Linked DNA regions of Mus musculus: all the other regions are linked to region 3. Evidence: chromatin contacts called from public HiChIP or PLAC-seq and capture Hi-C data. All regions are on one chromosome and are shown on one strand. Each heading gives the region's core, a stretch centred on a gene start, on an enhancer-like site or on the middle of the called end of the contact. The rest is flanking DNA. Distances are from core to core; before and after follow the strand shown. Region 1 overlaps Etl4 (enhancer trap locus 4). Region 2 overlaps Etl4 (enhancer trap locus 4). Region 3 has its middle 71 kb from the start of Gm23970.

Region 1 (2,700 bases), core at 52-2,551, 570 kb before region 3:
CTGCCTCTGCCTCCCAATTGGTGGGATTAAAGGTGTGCGCCACCACCGCCCAGCTGAAAGCTTCATAAACATTCCAAGCAACACACTTCCAGTGGAAGGCTCACCTTTGAGAGTGGCCACAGCTTCTCCCACTTGTCGCAGGAGGAAAGCCCCATCTTCCACATCTTTCAGGGTCACCACTCTGCCAGTGGAGGAAGAGTCCTTCTTCAAGTCCTCAACAAAGTCCTCCAGCTCACTGTGGGGAGGCAGAGAGCAGATGGAACTGAGCATGGAGGGTCTCAGAAAGGACACGTGCAGGAGCAGGGGCTCTCCCATTTTCTGCTGTGTCCCAGCCCTATCTTAAGCTTCCAAGGAGGAGGTGGGAGCACAGTCGATAGTAGTTTGCTTTGCAATATTGCATGGCTATGTAAGGTAGCAACGGGAGAGCTCTCCCGTGTCTGTCATTTGTGGTTCAGATTGGTCCCGGGTGGGGGTGGAGTGGGCACTTGATACATTCTTAACTTTCAGTTGTATTCATGCCAGCCAAGAGAACAATGTGCACACTTGGTGACCAGGAATGGAGGGAGAGAAAGACAGAGGGGAGAGAGTCCTGATAGATTAGGATGGAGGCAGAAGATGGGGGCTGGGGGTAGCCTAAGAGGGGGGTATGAACCAGTACTACAGTGAAGTGTGTTAGCTCACTTTAGACAACCAGGTTTCTCAATTTTAGTACCTGACATTTTGAACCATATAGCTTCATTTTTAGTGCAGGGCTGTCTTACACAATGAAGGATGTGCATCCTTGGCCCCTTCCTGCTGAGTAGCAGTAGCAAGCAATCACAAATTCCAATAATTTGTGACACATGTGAATGTCCCTTGACATGGTCAAATATCCCTGGGAAAGAGAGAGCAAAACTGCCCTCAAAATCCCCTAATGGATAGCCTCTCTCTAGTGTACCTGACTGTCCCATCATTAATGACTGTCTCTCTTCTCTCACAACTAAGAACTTAGAGATCTGATTTCTGGAGGGAGGGAGGGACGGATGGAGGGGTTGGGATGGAGAGAGAGAACAGATATCAACTCCAACACAGCCAAGTTATATTCTTCCACTTGAAACAACAAAAACAATTTGCCCAGATGTGTTTGTATCCTTTCAAGTTGCCTGCAAATTCAAGAGAAAGCTCTTAAAGGACGAGGGTGCTAAGAAATGCAAGACCACTAGGTGGCAGTAAGTGAATGGCGGCTGTACTTCCTGGCGCCTTAGTGGAGGAGAGGATGGCCTCACAAGACATGGGCCCTTTCCTCTAGGTGAGTGAGTAGAAAGGAGCTAATGCAGCCACAGGAGGGAGTCCAGCAGGGCAGGACATACATTCAACAAGGATGAAGTCACACGTGACACATCTGACCTCTTCTGAGCAGGGGGATGAAGTATTTGGTGATGCCAGCCATTCTGATACAGAAATCTCTGATGAAAGGATGCCCCGTTAGGGTCTGCATCTGTTAAACACACCTGGTGTTAGGTGAGCATACCTACAGGGCACATGCAGCTGCTGCTCCTTGGGGTGGAGCTGGGCCAATCCTTGTCAGACCTCTAAATGGTCCATTGGTGAGGGAGGTTCCCTGGTAGACCAAGCAGTCTCCTGCATTCTTTCAGGCTTTGATGAAGCCCTTCCAAGCTAAGACTCCAGGGCCCCCAGTTCCTTCAACCACCCACAAACTGGTCAATATGCAAATACTCCTCCAAGGAGATGTTCCATGACCCAAAGCCACTCCATCCAGATAAACTCCTATTTTAGTTTCTCTTACCCAGTCTGCCTCCTGCGCATCATATCCCTGCAACCCAAAGTTCCCCAAACTCTGCTCCCCTTTGACGGGCAGCAGGGAACCTCTGACACCATTATTCTGCCAATTCATGTGCTTGTGATTCCTATTTCGAGCTCTGAAGGCCACTTTTATTAATTCAGAGATTGAAAAAGAGACAGTGCTGCTGAAAATGAGTGCAGACGGCCTTTTGAAAGTCATCAATGGGCTTTTGAAATAGGTAGGCTTTGCTCAAGAAGACGTCAGACATTCATGGGGCCTCCAGATTTCAGCATGGCCTTAAGCTGCTTTTTATTCTGCCTTTGTTGAAAAGAAGCCCATTGTTTGTTAAACTGAACTTAGTCTGACTCTTATTAGAAGCTGTTATTTCCAAGTAGAAAACCATGAAAGATATTGACTCATTTTTTTTTTCTGTTCTTTAATCCCCACTTTCACTCCTCTGTCCTCATGTTCAGAGGACCCAAGCCTAACAGTTCTACCAGAGTATTTCTTTTCTGGAATTTAGAAGGAAGGGAAAGGGACAGAGAAGGGCCAGCAAAGAGCAGGCGTTACTTCTCAGTAGCCCTGAGCCAGGTTCTAGAATATCTTACCTAAGCTCGCTCTCCTGTCATACGGATCCACCCAGTTACCCTAGTCTATGTCTGTTTAAGGTATAAGAAACAGATATGATAATATTAAGGAGATATATATGTATTCCATAACTTTTAAATTAGTGTTGTGTGACTGTGCATGCAGAAGGCAGAAGACAACTTTCTAGAGTTGGTTTTCAGGGTCTATTGTGGGCTCCCATGATCTTACAGTCTTTGCAAGCACAGCCTAGACAGGTACCAAGCAGGTCTCCAAAGCAGGAGTATGACCCATAGAAGACACCAAGCCAAGGAGAATGATACCGTTCAACT
Region 2 (2,700 bases), core at 43-2,542, 540 kb before region 3:
AACACCAGAATCCAGGTCCTCTTGCTATGCTTGAAGCCTTGCAAGTAACTAATCTATTCATTTTCCATTTCTGCTCAAAGTTACCCTACTGGGGACAAGTTAAGCAACTAAGACACCATCCTGAAAGCACCATGCAGGTGCAACCACAAATGCAGTCTTCAAAGCAGGTAAGTCCCTGCTAAGTTGAGACCCAGGGGCCAGCACACATGCAGTGGAGATCATGGCTGAGGATGCCAAAGGTCTGCCAGCATTTGGATCTTCAATGTCTCCCAAAGGCTGGTGTGGTAAAGGATTCATTCCTAGTCTGTGGTAGGACTGGGGGAGTGCGAGCTTTAGGAAGTGGGTGAGTATGCTCTTGACAGGAATACGTGACCTTGGCTCATTTTGCCTTGCTTTGCTTCCTGGCTGCCATAAATTACAAAGACGTCTTCTGATACATACGTCACTTTGATAAAAGTACAGCTCAGGCTCAAGGTGACAGGGTTAAGTGAACATGTACTGGAATCTCTGAACCCATGATCCATGGGCCCTTCCCCTTAGCCTTAGATATTTTGTTACAAAGATAGCAAAGACACACACATCTCAAGTCTCAATACTGAGAGGTCACAGAGTCAAAAGACTCTGCCATTGTTAACAGAGATGCCCTTGGTCTCCTAGAAAGATCATGTCTAAAATCCAGCAGAAATTGGGATCCTAGAGTTGCAGTTAGGAGGAACTTATTTGGCACTCATAATTCTTCCCATTCTGGTTCAGTGATCCTGACTGAAAGGGGAAAAGAAGGGTGTGCCAAGTTCAGGCAAGTGGATCAAAGCTCAGACACACCCAGGCCAGGGCTCCTAAGGTGTACTGAAGCCCAATGAGGCTCTTCCCAGCACAGTAAATGCAGTCGGGAAACACTCCCAGCAGTTAATCTCCTTCACAGTTTACTTTCTGTGAGCAGACTGTACTAGTTGGGACCTGAAAATAGCCCCAAGTCAAGTGACGAGACTTAGTTGTTTTCTGGATCTGGGTGGCAGCATAACGTGATAGCTTTCTGATTTTATATCGAAGAGACTTTTCTTGATTACCGGACTTTCTGAGTCACAAAATGGGGTCTGTACTTATTTCCTTAGCACTGCACAGAACCCATGATGGGTGATCCCTTAATGTTACAGCAGACACTGAATATCAGCAAAGGAAGGGTTCTTAGGAAACATCACTAGTTTGACTGCAGAATACAGGGACTATGGCTTTCTGGCTATGGTGACACACAGCCCAGGGTAAAGCGTTTCATTTCCTGTTGGCTCTGCCAGGCGGTGACTCTAGCTACCACACCCCAGAATGAGCCAACACAAAATCAATTTTGAAGTTTCTTTCTCTTCCCTGAGGGTGCACTTCAATATTCACGCTCTGAAATGGCATTTCTTTTTTCTTTTGTTAAGTACAGGTACAAACTGGTAGAAATAGTTGTTCACTCCTGCTACAGATTATTATTTATCTGCAACTGACAGCACTATGGGGAAAGGCCCTCGGGTGCCTGAGAAAACAAGGTCCCCCATGCCAGCCTTTTCTGGAGTGGGTGGGTGAGTGGAGGAACATCCTCATAGGAGTCAGCCTTTTCTTTGACAGGATTTCCCATCATTGTCTGCATTGTTGTTAACTCCTGATCTTCGTGCCTCAGCCTCCTGAGCTTCTGGGAATTACACGTGTGTCTCCTGTGCCTGGCTCCTACCTACTTAATCTATAAAATTCTAGCATGAAGGCCAGAGAAATAAAATGACTCAAAGCTGGGTTGTGGTAGTGGTAGCACACGGCTTTAATCTCAGCACTCAGGAGGCAGTGGTAGGCAAAACTCTTGAGATTTTAGTCAGCACTCCACACCATACCATACGATACCATACCAAACCAATCCAAAAAGAACGACTCAGATAAAGAAGGAAGACATTTCTTATCTGATACCGCCCTAATGTTCTTACTGCCTGTCACCTTTCTAGTGGCTCGTGGGTGATAGAGGAAGTAGGGCCCTATTACCTTTATTACAAACAGCATAGAGGCAGCATCATGTCGAGACCCCAGTTTATTCAAATGGCTCCAGTTATCACATTCTGGACTGTCTCTCCTTTTTATTTTCTGTAAAGTCAGGCTTCAGGACAAGTGGCCTCCAAACCCCTTTTGTCTCTGAGGGTGGACAAGGAGGGCATGACTTCTTTCACAGCAGTACAGTAAGTAATATTAGTTTTTGTTTTTTTTTTTAAATAAAAAAGACCTACCACTTTTGGAAAGCAGGAATTGATGCTTACAGTTAGCTGTTATTTTGAATCACATCATTCATGAAAACTAAGGCCTAGAGTTTAAATAAGGATAAATGTCACCCACTTGACCATCAATTGGAGAGACAATGAATCCTAACCCAGCTAAGACATGGTGTGGGCATCACGAGAGCCTGAGTTACATAGACGAGCCTTGTTTTCAGGCCCAGGGCAATCACACTGATTTCTACAGCTTCCTGGAGGCTGGATCTGTCCCTAAGCCTTGATTCTTCTCTTTGGAGAGGTTCTGCTTGGGAACCAAAAAGAGTTGTCTGAATGTTAAATTGCTTGGGGCGACTCCATTTTCCTTGAGCCAGACTCAAGGCTTCTGATTGACAACACCTCTGGAGAGACAGTCGTGTTTTAATTGGACCTAACTAGTGACAGGTAACATCTGTTTCTCTGGAGAAGC
Region 3 (2,700 bases), core at 68-2,567:
CTTGGCAGAAGGTCATTTTGCTGCCGGATTTATTGTACCATCTTGTTTCTGATTGCAATAAACTTGATTGTGTCCCCGTTGGACAAAGGATTCAGGATAGTACAGCTTTGGTTCTAAACTGAAATCTATGTTACATTCTCCCTTTTAATCAATTCCTTTACAAACCACCTTGTACTGACTTAATGTATGTGTGCCCTGTCCCCTGTTGGGGCCTGGACATTTGTTGACCATCAGTTGGGCTTCAGTTCTTCTAAACAGTGATTTAAAAATGTTTGTAGAACATCTTTCAAAGTACCAAAACTTAGGGAAAAAAACAAACCATTTTATGTTATGTACTTCTTAAATACATAGTGGAATAAGTAACTTAATACATAATTAACAATATAGAAAATTACTATAAATATTATTTTAAGTTTTTCTTATTCCCCCTAGTTTTATCTGTTACTTAGATCTAGGTTCTGAAATTTGCTTTTTTATGCTGCTACTATGTATATATCCAACTGTTTCTTACTGACACCCAGCTTGTTGCTAACAAGCTTTACTCCAAAGATCAGTTTATCTAGAGTGCCAGTTACTGTAGCCTAAAGGGCAAGTTCATGTTAGAAGTGCAGATGAAGGGAAGAACAGGCCCCGATGGCAGACATCAACTAGTTCAGAATGCTCATGTATTTTTTTTTTTTTTTGGTAGTCTGAGGTTGTACAATTCTGACATGTAGATGTCAGTTAATATTGCCCTGAAGTCAGTACATATTTTGCAATAAACTCATAACCTTTGTCGTGGGAAGTATTAAAAAATAATGGTAAGTTCTGGTGCTACACCCAGCTACTCTCTGCCCTGGTGGGCTGGACAGCTATGCACTGGCAGCAATGGCCAGCCTGTTCTTATCTCGTGGAGACTCTCTGACTCAGAGCTCCAAAATCTCTCCCCCCAGCTCATTAAGTTCCCACTGGTGGGTCTTTACCACACCAGCCCCATGCTTCAATACTCCCATGGCCTTTTGTGGTGCACATGAGATAAACCCATGCTTTGTCTTTCTCTCTGGAACCCAGTCGAACCACTCGTGTGAAGGAAACACCACACAAACTTAGTTAAAAAAAAAAAACAATGGTAACTCAATCTCTGGAATCTGCAACACTTAGAATCCTAATCCTGTAAACCATATTAAGTCTAAATCCTCTGATGGCTAATCCTGGTAGAAACGCCACTGAAACTGGGAGACACTACTAGCTACATCTTGTCCTCTCCTATGCCTGTCCAAAAAGCCTCTCACCCTCTTCCTCTGTCCAACCCGGAAGTCCAGCCTCCTGGCTCAGTGATTGGTCCCTTTCTTCATTGGGTGTGTGGGTGTGGGTGGGGTGCGGGGTGTGCGTTCATAAGAAGTCACCTGAGTATGTGACTCATTTCTCATTCCAGAAAACCCCTCCTGGGAAAGCAGAATTAACATGAAAATACAGGCAGCACCTGGCCCATCCACAACAGCTTTTCTACATTTGCTTGTTGATCTTTCCCTCTTACCTTACATATGAAAAGAAATCTTGTTTTCTCTAGTTCCCCTATTTCCTTAACAGGGGCCTCACTGAGCTAAAAATACTACCAAGAGGTTACAGATTTCTCAGTCATTGGTTTGCCCTAAAATCAATATTTACACCAGATTTTAATATTGGAAATGAGTACATTTGTTTTGGCTGTCTTGTCCCAGAGAACTTAAAACTGGGACTATGCAATATTTTTGTTTAGCAGAAAACACATGGAATTTCAGAGCTGGATTAAAACTTGGTGAACATTAAAAACAAGAGCAATAATTTTACAATGGAAATAGAAATGAAGGCATGGAGAGGAGAGCTTGGCTCTAGGTGCAGGTGTAGCCACTTAGCAGGGAACATAGGCTGGGTTCCCAGAAGCCATGTGGAGTCTCTAGAAGCAGAACCCAAAGCAGGACACTCTCATCAGAAACCACCTCCTCTGCTCCACAGCGATGGGGCTGACCTCTGAGTCTGTTCAAGTGATATCTTAATATCCAGAATTTTATTCTATTTTTAGCATCAACATCATTACACAGCTTACAGGGAAAATGTGCGTAAACGGACTGCTCAGTGTTCTACAGAGAATATGCTGATTCTACTCCACAGGATGTGGAGTGGGTAACATAACTGCAGTCAGAAGCAATGCTGACATGCTAATACAATGCCTTTGTAGCTCCTATGTTATAAACCCCCACAGCTCTGGCTAATCAGCCAACCAATCGTTTATAACAGGTTCTGAGTGTATTTAATTTGCCTATCATTATAACAACCCACAAACAAGGGTAGTACTTATGAATGGCTCTAATTTTATCTTCATATTTATTAATTCTAAGCAACTTTCTGCATTTATTTCTTTTTGCTTCATCATTACCTCAAGTATTAATTTAGGTTCAAACACTTTGGAGAAACACACATAGTTATCCAAGTACTGCTTTTATATCTGTAAAGCAAAAGTTTAAAAAGTACCAACTACAGAGGTCTCCTTTATTCATGGGGTCTATGTCCCTGTACTCTAGTGAGTGCTTCCAACAGCAACTAGAACTCAACCCTATAAGAACTAAAATTCCCCCTCATATGAATATACCCCTGATAAATCTTGATGTATCAGTCATGCACAAAAATATACTGTAATAAACACTATGTGAATATTCTCTCTTCTTCAATTCCTCCCAACCT

Evidence for each region. HiChIP or PLAC-seq counts read pairs in DNA pulled down with a chosen protein or histone mark. Capture Hi-C pulls out chosen DNA fragments and counts their contacts.
Region 1: a contact with region 3 is called in an H3K27ac HiChIP or PLAC-seq map of embryonic stem cells, with 6 times the contacts expected there. The contact joins two enhancer-like sites. A contact is called at or near these places in 8 of 115 datasets of contacts at active chromatin or transcription factors (embryonic stem cells and epiblast stem cells).
Region 2: a contact with region 3 is called in a capture Hi-C map of embryonic stem cells, with 2.8 times the contacts expected there. The contact joins two enhancer-like sites. A contact is called at or near these places in 4 of 115 datasets of contacts at active chromatin or transcription factors (embryonic stem cells and epiblast stem cells) and 1 of 9 other capture datasets (embryonic stem cells).

The regions. Positions count from the first base shown.
Region 1 is chr2:20,778,477-20,781,176 of GRCm38.p6, reverse strand. It overlaps Etl4 (enhancer trap locus 4), which reads right to left. Exons shown (of 22, transcript NM_001081006.1): 12 at 105-235. Among named protein-coding and RNA genes, the nearest start is that of Arhgap21, 190 kb to the left of the region's middle. Within about 2 kb of position 1,301, at least 18 of the 459 cell types and tissues checked have an H3K27ac peak or open chromatin away from gene starts, as enhancers often do. A contact at or near this core is called in embryonic stem cells, where this site is marked.
Region 2 is chr2:20,752,078-20,754,777 of GRCm38.p6, reverse strand. All of the region lies in intron 7 of Etl4 (enhancer trap locus 4), which reads right to left. Among named protein-coding and RNA genes, the nearest start is that of Arhgap21, 210 kb to the left of the region's middle. Within about 2 kb of position 1,292, at least 51 of the 459 cell types and tissues checked have an H3K27ac peak or open chromatin away from gene starts, as enhancers often do. A contact at or near this core is called in embryonic stem cells, where this site is marked.
Region 3 is chr2:20,208,223-20,210,922 of GRCm38.p6, reverse strand. It overlaps a transcript of Etl4 not described here. Among named protein-coding and RNA genes, the nearest start is that of Gm23970, 71 kb to the left of the region's middle. Within about 2 kb of position 1,317, at least 13 of the 459 cell types and tissues checked have an H3K27ac peak or open chromatin away from gene starts, as enhancers often do. A contact at or near this core is called in embryonic stem cells, where this site is marked.